Regions from separate parts of the Zea mays genome. Here region 2 is linked to region 1. Evidence: chromatin contacts called from public Hi-C data. All regions are on one chromosome and are shown on one strand. Each heading gives the region's core, a stretch centred on a gene start, on an enhancer-like site or on the middle of the called end of the contact. The rest is flanking DNA. Distances are from core to core; before and after follow the strand shown. Region 1 holds the start of LOC103651661. Region 2 holds the start of LOC103651663 (glutamate-rich WD repeat-containing protein 1).

Evidence for each region. Hi-C and Micro-C count contacts between places; a contact is called where the count stands out from the background.
Region 2: a Hi-C map of ear shows a contact between it and region 1, with 2.3 times the contacts expected there. The contact joins the promoter of LOC103651663 here to the promoter of LOC103651661 in region 1. A contact is called at or near these places in 2 of 25 Hi-C or Micro-C datasets (ear and leaf).

The regions. Positions count from the first base shown.
Region 1 is chr3:235,514,351-235,521,699 of Zm-B73-REFERENCE-NAM-5.0, reverse strand. LOC103651661 reads right to left here and starts at 4,130. Exons shown (of 4, transcript XM_008677350.2): 1 at 3,336-4,130; 2 at 2,850-2,991; 3 at 2,709-2,776; 4 at 2,247-2,495. The coding sequence starts at 3,500. The coding sequence ends at 2,484. LOC111591236 (small nucleolar RNA snoR53Y) reads left to right here and starts at 5,351; the gene lies at 5,351-5,426. LOC103651662 reads left to right here. Exons shown (of 2, transcript XM_008677351.3): 2 at 263-1,773. The coding sequence ends at 1,398.
Region 2 is chr3:235,694,161-235,701,509 of Zm-B73-REFERENCE-NAM-5.0, reverse strand. It overlaps LOC103651663 (glutamate-rich WD repeat-containing protein 1), which reads right to left and starts at 4,332. Exons shown (of 13, transcript XM_008677352.4): 1 at 4,067-4,332; 2 at 3,887-3,940; 3 at 3,604-3,710; 4 at 3,421-3,499; 5 at 2,521-2,694; 6 at 2,303-2,401; 7 at 1,917-2,085; 8 at 1,632-1,735; 9 at 1,409-1,548; 10 at 1,247-1,319; 11 at 659-768; 12 at 433-550; 13 at 1-303. The coding sequence starts at 4,120. The coding sequence ends at 148.

The DNA of each region.
Region 1 (7,349 bases), core at 2,881-5,380:
ATTGTGGGATAGCAGTGTTGTGCCAGTACAAGTGGGGATTCAAAACATCTATTTTGTAGGATCATGGATGATTGCAACAAATTTTTTTTATCTCTAGGATCTATTTTTAAATTTTACAATACTAATCAATCTAACTATAAGATAATTCTATTTATGTTCTTCCAGATCGCTGAATGCATTGCATCATGGAAATCTCTTGTCTTTCTGCATTGTTGTGCTGGTACCATGAATTATGATACCCATTTTTTCCCCATATGTGCAGGAGACAATTACTACCCAGTCCCATTATGGGAAAGAAAATTCTGCCGCAACGCTTACGGCATCCCTTGGAAGAAGTTCTGCGAAAAGAAGCAATTTATTGAATTATACAAAAACGTCATGGACTGGGACGATTCAGGAGCTTTGGAAAATTTTGAGGCTGCAAAGGAGAGGTTCAGGGCAAAGTATCATGGGGAACCTTTCGAGGATCCTTTGCTAGACCCTGATATGTACATCGACGAGATCGACCACCTATGCGAAGTCGACCCAGAGTTGGTAGCTGACCTGGATAAGGTACCTGACGTGGATAAGGTACTTGAGCAACAATTGGTAGCCAACTTGGGTTGTGAAGAGCCGGTTGCTGATCTGGTACCCATGGGTCACGGAGAACTGGGTGCCATTCCGACACCCACAGGTTGGGGAGAAGAGGATGCCATTCCGACACCCACAGGTTGGGGAGAAGAGGATGCCAATCTGGCACCCGTAGGTTGGGGAGAACCGGTTGCCAATGTGGCAGCCATTGGATGGGGAGAATCGGCCAGCCTGACACCTGATACTGCTTGGGAGGGCCGCAACTCTGGATGGAACTCTCCTCTGGATCAGCCGCAATGCACACCAAGCAACTGGAACGATAACTCCTATGGCGATAGATCATCCAACAATTGGTACCAGCAGGAAGTGGATCCGAGCCACATGCCATTTGGGACTAGAAGGAATTTGAATGGCGGCGGCCGCGGCAGTAGTTGCAGGAACTCGAACGGTGGCGTTGGCAACAGGAACAATAACCTCTATGGAGGTAGATCATCCAACACTCGGTACCAACAGGAGGTGGATCCGGGCCGCAACTCATCTGGGACTAGAAGGAAGCTGAATGGCGGTAGTGGCAACAGAAACAATAACTTCTATGGAGGTGGATCATCCAACAATAGGTACCAACAGGAGGTGGATCCGGGCCGCATGTCTCCTGGGGCTGGGAGGAAGCAGAATGGCGGTGGCCGTGGCTGCGGCCGCAGTGGCAGTAAGTGGAATGGTGGTGGTGGCAGCGGCTGGCAGCAGGGCCAGAGAGGAAGAAGGACCAGGGAGATGGAGTGGCGTCCGGTGCAGCACAAGAGGGATCCCCAAGATGACCCTGCCGCTTGATCTCGCCCGTCGTCTGTGCAGCCAGCCAGGGTTGCTCTTTTGCTTCGCTCTCTAGTATAATTAACTAGAACTAGTGATTGTAGTCTGTAGAGTCTCTATTAGGGTTCTCTTTTGTACTAACTACTAGAAAAAATAGCGCCCTATCGTGCGCCGTAGCAGTCTAAAATATATTGTAAGAAAGGTACTCCCTCCGTTTCTTTTTAGTTGTCGCTGGATAGTTCAATTTTACACTATCCAGCGACAACTAAAACGAAACGGAAGGAGTAACTTATATGTTGGCCCTTCTAATAAGAAGGATCGTATCACTGGAGTAGTGCCACATGTTATTATTAGTGGTTTATCTATCCTTTAATATGATGCAATTCTTTTTTTGGATCGTGATCTTGAAAAAAGGCACAAAAATTGGAACTGATGTTGTGTACTTTTGAACAAATCTCAAGTCTAAATAGCAACTTCCATAAAGGCGATATATTCATGTTTAGAGATGCCCAAAACGAAATCTAACACTGCACATTAGTACATTACTATTTCACTGCAAGTCTAGTGCTTCCCCGATGCATTATCTAGGTACACTTATATATTGTAGGAAAATAAGAAAAATGTAGACTGAAAAAGCATAAAGAAGCCCTTAGAAAAGCATATTAGAGGATGTTTTACATGGATAAACCTAAGTGGTGTTTATTTCAAAACTGCTGGACCTTATGTATCATTTATGAATGCGAGCATGTAGATTCTTCTGATCAAGTTTGACACATGTTGGCAAATCTGATTATCTAAAAAATGGGATACAACCCTATGCATGTATTTATAGATGACAGAAGTTGTGTACTGAAAATGAAGTCCAAAGATTTTAAAACTCATCGTATTCTCCTTTTCCATTTAAAAATCATCAGGCGAACACCCATCTTAATATCAAAGTTACAGAATTAGTTATGAGCTTGTATTTAGACATAATTTCCTAGGAAAAAAAACCAATACTATCAATGTTAATGCACTGAAAAAATAAAGAGAGAAAAATTGGGGGAAAACTACAGTTCATATTTGTACCCCAACAGATGACTGAATTCCATGAAGCACTCATGGCTTCAGTGCGATTTCTAAAATTTAAAAAGATATTTTTTGGTTTTGCTTCATCTGAGAGGAAACAACTTCACAGCTTGGTGCAGGAAAAGGTAATTTACAGCCTGTAACCAGCAATAAGCAATGATTCAGTTTAAATCAGTTTGAGATATTAAATAAAATTCATAAGTCCAGATTGATAAATGGATATGATTAAATGAAACAGAGAGAGCAAATACAGAAATAATTACCTTGAGAACTAAGAGATCATTATCCAAGTTAGCTCCCAAGTCACGGTGGTACTCCCATCTACATAAACCTGCATAACAAAGCTTCCTGAGCATGTAACACGGTAACACCACATCGCAGGAATTGTGTGGAGCAGAAGCCACCTTGTAGATTAGGATCTTGAGCAGCCCAAGTGCGCCATCTAGGCTGCAATCGGTCCACTACATGAGGAAGAGGAAGAAGTGGGCGTCGGGGTTGTACATCTAGAGATAGACCCCGTCGTAGTCCCTCGAGAAATCTGCTGCCCTGTGGAGTTTTTTGAGCGAGCAGTCAGCATGAGGGCCAGTCCACTAGTGTCAGGGAGCAGGTGTGCTCGTCTGCTCGACCATCGAGCGTCGGTGCCCATCATGCGTGCGGCATGAGCATGAAACGAGTCACAAGACTTGACATCAGAACTCAATCAAATCGCCGCTGTAACATACCCACCCACTGGAGCAACTTTATTTTGCTCCGGTTTGGGCCAGGAATCGGGCGGAGCCATTCCTTAGGCGGCATGGGGCGGTGTGTAGATCAAACTGCGGTAGGCGGCAGCTGCTGCAAGCGTGAAATCGAGGCGGCTGCGACGAAAACGGGGGAGCAAAGGCACTCACAGGGTGTTGGCGTGTTGGATGTCGGCCTCGAGCACCTTGAGCGAGTCCTTGAACGACTTGCGCATATGGAGGAGACGACCATCTCCTTCTCTTCCTCCTCCTCGCCGTGGCGTCCAGCTCCGTGTGGCTCCTCGTGCCCACAACCACCCACGCTTGAGTCTCCATCTATCGCCAAAACCACACCCACACCATGGAACCCAGCCGAAGCCTAGCTCCGTTCCACTTCACCACTGCTTGCCTCGCCTCCCTGCTTCCCCCACCTTTGCTTCTTGTTTGCTCCCTGCCCTCTGTTTGTATTGTATGAGGAGGAAGGCGACGGGGTGGGGAGCGAGAGCGACCCACCTACGCGCGGCCATGGAGGCGAGCCCGGTGGAGGGCAGCGCTTGCGGCTGCGTCGAGGGAAGAATAGGGTGGCGACAAGTGGAGGAAGAAGGCGGGGCAAGGTGGCGGTGCCACCGGCGACAGTGTGACCGGTCTGCGTGCGACGGTGCCAGTGAGAGGCGGCGGCGCACGGTTCTTGTTGGCGAAGGACATGGCAGCTTGTTGCCGTCGACGAGGAGACTGTGTCAGGGAGCACAACCACGTGGAGGAGGATGGAGGAGGCGGAGAGGCGCGGGGTCGAGGCATCGTAGCAGGAGCAGGAGCTGACTTTCCCTGCGCTGCGGCACAGATAGGACACAGTCGACGGTGAGACGAGCAGAGGGATGGTGGCAGTGAAGAGATCGAAGTGGGCGACTAGGCGTCGTGTTCGTGTGGCCACCGTCGAGGGCAAGGCTAGAAAGTTCGCGTCCGTGAGCCAAGACTCGAGTGAACGCGTGCACTGGTTTCAACACTGGTTCCCAACGATGGCTTCGTGAGGAGAGACACGCGTCAGCTCGTGATCGGCGCCGAAGTCGTGAAACGCGGGGAGAGCTGCAAAGGGAGTCAAGTTTTAATAAAGAAGATTTGCTCTAGTAAAAGAAGAGGAAATCATGGAAAAGTGTTGCATCTCAATCTCAATTTACTCTGATCTGTTGGTACAATACATACAAAATTCTGTACAATCCTCTTTCAATCACAAAAGGTAAAATGCCCCAAGTAATGGGTGCTGAAATTGCTCTTGTTGTTTGGCAGGTTTAAGGATGTAAATGGTCGGTAAAATCCGGTAAATTTCCGGTACCGTTTACCGGATTTTTCCGGTCTTTTCAGTTTTTTTCGGGATATACGGAAAACGGGATATGTTATTACAAAAACAGTACGATAAACGGTGAAACATATTTACCTTCCGTTTTCGGATTTCTCGGGAAAATCCGTATTTTAACCGTATTTTCCCGGTCCACAAAATTACCAAGGAGGCAAGAACTATACCTATTAGGGTTTAGGGTTTCAGATGTCATAGAAGATATATGGAGTGATCCAGACAACATGCCACATGATTTCTAGTTTATGTATCGTGTGTTTAAGACTTATATACTATGTGGTTAAAACTTCAGTGAACATGTATGATCATTTATGTGCGGTCATGACTATGTATTGTGTATTTGTGTGGTTGAGACTTGTATGTGGATGTGAATGAACAATCGTGTTTTAAGACTAATGTGTTATTGTGTGTTAAAATTTAAGAGTGGATATGTATGAGTGTATGACCAATTATATGTGGACAAGATTGTGTTTTGTGTACTTTTGTGAATGAGACTTGTATGTGGATATGAATGAACAACTGTGTGGTTAGGATTTGTTTATTGTGAGCTTTTCCGATTACAGTTATCGTTTCCCGATCAATTTCGAGCTATTTTGCTCGGATTTATCTGTTTTCGATATACCGAAATTTATCGGTTGTTATCCGTTTTCGACTTTCCCGTTTACCGATTCCGACCGAACAAAAAATTATGCGTGAGAAAACGGTTAGAGGTTTTTTCCGACCATGTACCGACCGTTTTCACCCTTAGGCAGGTTTATGTTTCAGATACATCACCAAAGCATGGATTTAAACTGTGTCTTAAACTATATGAATGGGTTATTTGGTTTCTTCTCCTGTTCCCAGTGATGGTATACATTAACCATGCTAATACTGATGTCCTTTGACTAGTAAAACAATGTGTTAAGGAAATAGTATGTGGTGATTATAATCTTCCTATCTAGCTCATTATGAGACTTCCTGTGGCCTGTCATGATATCACTTCTTTCTGTGGGTTATCTTGGATTAAAAAAATCCTTTCCATCTGAGCATATCTATGGTTTTATTTTGTTGTTTATCTTTTCAATAAGGTTGTGTTGCAGCTTATTTTGTTGACTGACTTTTGTATTGATGATACTCTTTTTACCCAGCTCATTATGAGACTTCCCTTTGTGGGTTGTCATGATAAGTGTTGTTCCTTTGTATTTGAGCTCGTTGAAGAATATTTTTTGGGGTGCTTTGGCTATTAGTACTTTTCTTATCAATCTGCTCCAGGTCTTATTGCATTGTCAGTAAGTGTTTTCTTCTTCATGCAACAAGCCTCAAGTGAGTACCACTTGTTCATCTCTTAAGATTTGTTTCAGTTTCATAATTTTGAATTTCCTTTCATGTGCATTGATTAGTGCTACAAATAGAATCCATGAATATCTTCATCTTAATTTAATTCAAAGTAGTTTCTTCGAGTTCATTTTTTCTACATAATAATCAGTAAACTTTACTTGTGCTGTTTCTCTCTTCTTTGACATGTGAAATGTAAATTAGAATGCCAATTATCATTTCTTGGATGGGACAGAAAGTTCAGTTTTTTTAATACACTACACACAAAGTTTAGTTTTTCCCTTTGCAATATTTTCGAATGTCACAGTATCCCAAACACTGCAATGTACTACTCCACCAGTGTGGCAATACAGATCCTTTGCTGTCTTGGTCTGTGCATGCCTGAATTATATGAGTTGTCAAACTTCAGAGTTACTACATTTCTTGGAGATGTATCAGAGTTTCTATTTGTAAGTTCGGGGTTGCTTATCCTCAGTGTTGTTGTAATGTTTTAGCTGATGCATGGCTTGCAAAATCGTGATGAACCTTTGATATGCACAAGGCTTGTAGTATATCTGAACTCTTCCCTTGTTTTCGCTTTCGACTACTCCTTGTGGCCAATTGTGATTGTGGATTATAAGATCATCTGATCATGGGACCTTGAACTTAAAATGCAATATCGTAGTATATCTTCCAGATTGCTTGATATTGATTTGGTCGAACTGTCATGTACTTGATTGTTTGCTTGTGAAAGGATCATGATGCCCAAGAGGGGGGGTGAATTGAGCTTTTCAATAAATCAACACTAATTAAAACCTAAGCAAGAGCTAAGCAAGAGCCCAACTTCACCCCAACAACTAGTACTAAGAATATAATACTAGAAATGCAACAAAGCTAAAATAATACTTCAAATACTTGCTAAACAAATACACAATGTAAAGTGCTTGAATTAAGTGCGGAATGTAAAGCAAAGTTTAGAAGACTCCTCCAATTTTTCCCGAGGTATCGAAGAGTCGGCACTCTCCACTAGTCCTCGTTGGAGCACCCGCGCAAGGGTATCGCTCCCCCTTGGTCCTCGCAAGAACCAAGTGCTCACTACGAGATGATCCTTTGCCACTCCGGCGCGGTGGAACCCTCGAGACCGCTTACAAACTTGAGTCGGGTCACCAACAAGATCTTCACGATGATCACCGAGCTCCCAACGCCACCAAGCCGTCTAGGTGATGCCGATCACCAAGAGTAACAAGCCGTAGACTTTCGCTTGACCAAGTGAAGCCTAATGCAAGTGGTGTGTGCTCTAGGTGGCTCTCGCTAGCGCTAATGAGGAACAAACGCGGATTATGATTCTCTAATCTCCTCACTAGGCTTGTGGTGCTTGCAATGCTCTAGCAATGTGCTGGAATAAATGTGGAGTGCAAGACATTGAATATGGTGGGTGGAGGGGGTATAAATAGCCCTCACCCACCAACTAGCCGTTACAGGCATTTCACTGCGCGATGGCGCACCGGACAGTCCGGTGCGCCACCGGTGCGCCAACGGTC
Region 2 (7,349 bases), core at 3,083-5,582, 180 kb before region 1:
CTAATCATATTATCATAGAACGCCAGCCAATCAAAATTTTCCCATCATGCTCCAACACGACAGCATAGCACTGTCGACACATGACAAATGGCAACTACACTCACCACCGCATGAACCTGGAATCATGAGCTACCAGAAACACCTAACCTATGGCTCAGCAGGCGGCATTGCTGTATCTGTGCTGCCAGGAATGGTTGTATCGATGTTGCTAGGCATCAACACGTTGAAGCCGTCGATTGCCGTCGATATGATCATCGACGGTATCTGTGGGTGCCAGTGCACTTCTTTCAAGTCTCTCTGACCCTGCTCACACCAAACAGTCAGCATCATGTGGTCCACTCTTCACAGTTTACAAGCAACACAATTGTGCAAGAAAAATGATACAGCCAAAAAAGATGAAAGCCATTCCAATGCCAACATATGGAGTACTACCTGATGAGCAAAGAGAAGCTGAGGCGGCAAATCGTCAGGGGCGTTTGCCTGCTCTTTCATCTTCGCTCTGAACTCAGCCTCCTCCTCGGTGTCCCGTTCCAATGAAAGGTCCCAGATTCTAAACCCAGCCAAATTCAGGAGAAGCGTCAGCAAATACTAGACATGACGTTTCAGTGCACATCTAAAACATGCATGGGAGATGGTAAAGAGTGAGTGAGTGAGTTACGTGAGCTGGTGGTCTTCAGATGTTACAGCTAATGATGATGCTTCGTGTGGGCTCCACTCGATGGATGTAATTGCTTTCTTGTGGTACTCAAAATGTGCTACCAACGAGTCCTGGCAGTATGACAGAAAGAACAGAAAAAAGATTCACGTGATGATATACTACGGAAGTACAAAACCAAAAGTACGATCAGCAGGATGAATTGCCGAACACGTCAACGTAATCTGGGGATTACAACAAGGGCATTAGGGTGGAAGCCAGCTGCAATGATTTTGTGCACGGTGCACCGCTTACATACTAACAGTAACCAAACAATATCTACAGTAGGATATGTCTAACTTCAAAATATAGTAGCAAAAGCATAGTTTGTCTTTTTTTAAAAAAAAAAATATGAGATGGCTTTAGCCATTTACTAATAGCTTAAGAACACCCAGTCATGGGTAATTCTTCCCATATATAACAGTCAAATAGAAACCCAACTTGAAATTAATTATAAAAGCACAAATTCGCGGAAATGCCATAAGTTGGCTACATCCCTGAAACTCAGAACTCAGAAGCATAGGAAATTGAGATTTATCAGGAAAGAAATACCTGAATTGATCTAAGATCATGAACTGAGAAACTGCCATCGTCGCACCCAGAAGCTATCATGCAGCTAGCAAGCCTGACAATGCAGGTCAAAACGCGTGTAAAATATTATGCAGCAGAGGTTATAGTACTACTAAAATCAATAAAGTTTCCCACTCGACACACCTGTTCCATGAGATAACATTCACATCTGCTTTATGAGCTTTGACAGAAATAGAAGGTTTCTTCCCTGTACGTACATCCCATATTGATATCGTACCATCCACAGAACACGAGGCAAATATGTCGGCTTCCGTGGGACTCCACTGCAAGGATATAGTGATTAAAGTTGAGACAATCACATTCAACGAAACATATGAATAGGTAGATACATCATCCAGTGGCATGCCTGTAGATCTTCAACACTAGCAGTGTGTCCAACAAATGGGTTTGCATCTACGTTCCAGTTATTTGAAGTCGGTTCCCATAGGTGAATGCACTTATTGCAGTCACCTGCATAGAAAAGGCATTAATCCATGTGGAATTGAGAATGTCCATATACCAAATTAAATGGTATTGATGATTTATTTTGGATATGAAACAGAGGGAACTACATGAATTCTCTACTATGGAAATATTTTAAACATCATAGCAGATGACAAACATTGTGAAATGGACAAGATCCGATACAAACCAGAAACAAGTCTTCCAGTAACAAGTGGACTCCAATCAATGGCATATCCCTCATCTTTATGGCCACTAAAAACTTTCATGGGTAAGTGTTTGTGGATTATATCGTCTTCTTTGGGTGCAGATGCCCCTGACTCTGCTAAAGAATTAAGGAAGGAGCTCAAGTCCCACACCTGCATATTTCGCAATCAGAGAACAGTTAGCAATGCACACAACATGGTGCATTCTGTTTCTGGACAAAGATTTTCAATAAGGAAATAGAATAATGCATATAAGATCCATTCTTTTACTAGGCAACTAGAAAAGGAAAAATGATGTACAAGGTAAATGTACAGGTTTAGGCAACCAACGATCACATAAAATGAAAAAGAAATCTGAGGTCTGAATCACCTGAACATGACCAGTATCTCCCCAAGTAGCACATATATGTGGCTTTTGAGTCATTGAGCGTATCCGATTTACACACCCCGCATGAGCCACCTTTTTTAGCTGGTACATTGAAATATAGCAACAGAAAACATCACTACATCAACATAGCTTGCTGACATTGAAAAAAAAAGTTTTTTGTGGCTAAGTCTCGAGTTGTGATTTCGGTAATAAAAACGTACATGTAGGATGGGCTTTGTATCCTCGTTAATTTCTTCATCTTCTTCATCACTGCTGCTGTCACTATCCACATCAGTGTCACCATCAACTGCTGAAGCTGGTATAGGTTCCCGCTTTTTCCCATTTATGTTAGAAAGCTTGAAAACACCGATATAATTCAATGAAGCTTTCTCCGCCTGAACAACATGAGTTTCACTCTTTGACTCAGGCAAACTAGAGTACACTCTCCAAAATGATTATTTACAATTCCACCAAATATTATGTTATTCGTTTAGGCTGAAATGTCAACAGAGTAAGATTGGTACACAATGTTTTCAAGCCGTCCGATTAATCGCGATTAATCATCGTTTTGGACCAATCGCGATTAATCGCCAAGTAGTCCGACTAATCGAGATTAAACGAGGGAGAGAGAGAGAGGGAGGGAGGGAGAAACTAAATTTTATTGTCAGAAATGAATTTTATTGTCAGAAATGATATTTACAATTACACCATATCTTATGCCATTCCTTTGAGCTGAAATGTCCAGAAAGAGTAAGGTTGATACATCAAACAAAGTTGTCGCATTTATGCTTGTATTAATCTTTACCAAATTCACTCACTTGCAATCCATCACAATTTCTGGCAACAGGAATGATATAAATGCAAGCGAGAGCTCACAAAACGTTTTTGGCATGGCTTTTCTGAGCTTAAAATCAGCAATGGTGCGCTTTTTTAATCCAAAACACATAAACAGGAACAGCAGTACAAAATCAATTCCTGTACAGGTTCTAATTTAGATAACAAAAGGCATTAAAGAACTATGTGATAGACATCAAAAGCAATTCAACTTTCAATAGTAACAATAGTTAGTTTTTGCAAAAAAAACAATGCCTAGATTTTGAAGGTGTAAAGACTAGCGCAACCTGCGTCCCAGCAACACCATATAATGTATGAGGGAACTCTGATCGGACGAGTCTAAGTTGATCGCGCACAACATCAAAACTGCAACAGAAGGTTTTAGTAATTGAAAACAGATCATATATTGTCCTAACTCCTGAAATAAGCACCAAAAAGAGGTGGGAAAGCCCTATGAAGATAAACAATACCTCAAGCAAGACCAGCCAATGCCAAAACCTCGGAGATAATTATAAGCCTCAGGATCAAACTGAAGCTCCTCCCCATCTTCCAGTGCATCTACACCCGGTTGCCAGACCTAAAATAAAGAACTAACCGCTTCATTATAGTTCACACACCGAAACAGTATGCACCATCTACAAAAGGGACAGTCCGAAAACTCTAAGCAGAAAAGGAGATTCATTTAAACGCAACTTTATAAGTAAACGCCACTATCTCGTCTGTACGAATGGGAAAACTTAAATCCTTCCTCACCTTAGCCGGACCAGAGGCAACCGCATGATTGGACGATGAAGACGCTTCAGTTTTCTGCAGCACAGAAATACAGAAGAATGAATTGAGCCAAAGAACATGCTGAAGAGATCAGGAAAAACATGAAACAGCAGCAATCAGAGCTCCAGCAATAATCCTATCACTATCTATCAGGTAAGGTACCTTCTTAGACTTCTTGGGTTTCGCTTTCCTGGCCTTCTTGATGGTGCGACCCATGAAGGAAACAAATCTACCGAATTCCGCAAAATAGGGCGGCCGGAGCTGCGACTGCGAGCGCGAGGGAGCGGGGAAGAGACGGCGGAGGTCAGGAACTCGTTGTTGGCGGCGGCCGTGGACAAGCGCCCAAACCCCACTGTTTCGGCAGAAAGCTTCGCGTTCCCTCCATTAAGACGGGCCAGAAGGCTCAGGTGGGCTGGGAGGACGTTTCTGGCCTGCAAACCACTCCCGGCTCAAGAAACCTTTTTCTAGAGCATTCCAGCCCATAATGAGGAACTATAGTCGCACCATTTTTTCCATAAAAACAAGATTAGAATGATTCCTAAAAATATAAGGCATTGAAGAGAAAATCCATTGTCTGATTTTTTTTTCTAGAGCACATTTTTCTAGAGCATTCCAACCTGCAGGCTCTTGAAGAGAAAATCCATTGTCTGATTTTTTTTACCAATGTACAGTTTCAAACAGGGCAGCGAAAATTTCCACTTTAGACCGCATCCAGCAGCTCGCACATGTGCATGTTGATAAATATGTGTTGAGCACCATTTTGAGTCTGGCGGACGGTCCGGCCCTGAGGCCGGACGGTCCGCGGTCCGGACAGTCCGCGTCTGTGGGCCGGACGGTCCGCGCATGCGCAGAGCAGTTTAGGGTTCCGAGTTTTGTGCTATGTTTGTTGGCTAGATTTGCGGAATTAGCTCGGAATCCAGTCGTGTAAAGGGTCCAGCCCCCCTCCTCTATAAAAAGAGAGGTCTACGGCCGATTTGTAATCATCATCAATCGAATCAAACACTTCTATTTCGCATTTTATCCTAGGAGTAGTTCTAGTCTAGTTTAGGTTTAGCCTCTCAATCCCCAAATTCTCCGCCTCTCCTCGACTCTACGTCGATTAGAGGAGTCTAGGTCGGCCTGCCCGAGCCTAGACAACTCCTAAGATCTCTCCTCCCCGACGGGGTCCCTCCCGGGAGCGAGATCCAGGCGCCGCCGGTGATCTTCCGCCGCCCCTGCGCACGCGCGGACCGTCCGGCTGTCAGGCAGGGAACCCGAGCTCCTGCACCAGGTCGCGGACCGTCCGGCCCTGTGCCGCGGACCGTCCGCGCCTGACCAGAGAGCGCCGCCGCCAGTTCTTCTTGAGTATTTGGCGCTCCGAAAAAGCGTCAATATACTTTTTGGCGACTCCGCTGGGGAAGACAAATACAGAGTCATCAAATCGGCCCTCAATGGCCGGTTCAAGGGATAGCTCTGATATTTCCCCAAGCAATATCATAGAGCCGACTTGGGACACATTGCCGGCTGACGAACAACTCCAATTTGAGGAGCACAAGGAGCAGATGATTCAGGAGGCAAAAGCGAGGTTCTTGGCCAACTTCAAAGTGGACAGGAACAACAAAGTCGTCCGACATCGGGCGACAGATCCGGCTTCACTGCGACCCACGCCAGACATCCCCAATGTAAGTAATACAAACGAGCTGCAATCTCTTAAGAATTATGTAGATGAACAGCGTGAACAAATGCAAAACATCATAGGGGATATGCAAAACGACTATAGGAGATTAGCGCGTGCATTTGACAAATCTAGCATTGCAAATTTTCCATCACACGAGGTAGAATTAGGGGGTAACACGCGTAATACATCGGCTGTAGGTTGTCACGACCAGTCACAACCCCTTTATGGGATGCCGATGGACACGTACCCTGAGCAACCGCAAATCGGCAGCAAAAACAGCCGATCTGCACATGTCCGGACCGTCCGCACGTGAGCGCGGACAGTCCGGGCCAGCCACGGTCGGGCCCATTTTTAATGAAGTACCCAGACATGCACCCGAGCCACCACATATGACACAGAACCCAAACTACCCAGTCGGACGGTCCGCATACAACTACGGACGGTCCGCATATAACCACGGACGGTCCGGGTACGTATCCGTACAGTCCGCGCATGAGTCTTTTGAGAAGGATTATTACATGAATCCTCGCCCGTCCCAGCAACACTTCCCATCACACTATGCAATGCACCAGCCCATTAATTCAGGATCCAGAGCCCAGGAAAGCTTTCCGGCCCCACCTAGAAGGCCAGAAAGAAACGATCAAACCTATGAGCCATATAGGGCAAATGGGAATGCACCGCGTAGCTCAAACCAATGGGGGGAAAGACAACCTACTAACATACAACCAACCCCACCTATGTTTGACCAAAAAGTCGGTGGTCTTGCACCGGCTGCCATTGATATAGTGAGGGAAGAAATAGCCGGGGCGTTCCGAGATAAGCTCGGAGTAAGCATGGTCCCTGGGGGGCAATCATATCGGAAACCTTATGACAGCCGATTTGATCACCACCCGTACCCACAGGGAACTAGAATACCCGAATTCCCAAAATTTTCGGGTGATCAAGGGAAAAACACGCGTGAACATATAGGCCAGTTCTTAGCACAATTGGGAGAATTGGCCGACACAGAGGCATTTCGCGTGCGTTTATTTTCAATATCTCTAACAGGAACCACGTTTGCATGGTATGCCACTTTACCTCCTAATTCCATTTCATCATGGGGGGATCTAGAACAAAAATTTCATGATCATTTTTTCTCCGGTGACTATGAGTTGGATTTGGTAGATTTAGTGTCATTGCGACAGACAAAAGACGAATCGGTTAATGATTACATCCGGAGATTCCGCGATACAAGAAATCGATGCTTTCAAATTCATTTAGCAGAAAAACAGCTAGTAGGATTAGCCTTTAATGGTCTACGATATTATTTAAAAGAAAGATTAGAAGGCATCCAATTTTTTACACTAGCACAGTTACACCAGAGGGCTTTGGCTTGCGAAAGCCGGAGCAAAGAAACCGCTAAAACAATGCGTCACAACGTACATATAGTAGAATGCGACCAAAGTAGCTCAGATGATGAATCAGCAGAAGTGTATGTTGCTGAAATGGTTTGGCCAAAACAGGCCAAATCTTCGGCTTGTTCCTCCTTACAGCCGGTTCAAAAGAAACGGCAAGAGGAGGTTAAGTTTACGTTTAATGTTGGTAAGTGTGATAAAATATTTGACGAATTACTCAAAATGACAATATTAAAATAAATCACACTGTTCCATCCGTCGACGAGCTAAAACTCGTGCATACTGCAAGTGGCATAACTCATTTTCTCATGCCACTAATGATTGTAATGTATTTCGGCGACAGATTCAATCGTCCATTAACGAAGTACGATTGAAATTTCAGGAAATGCAGGTG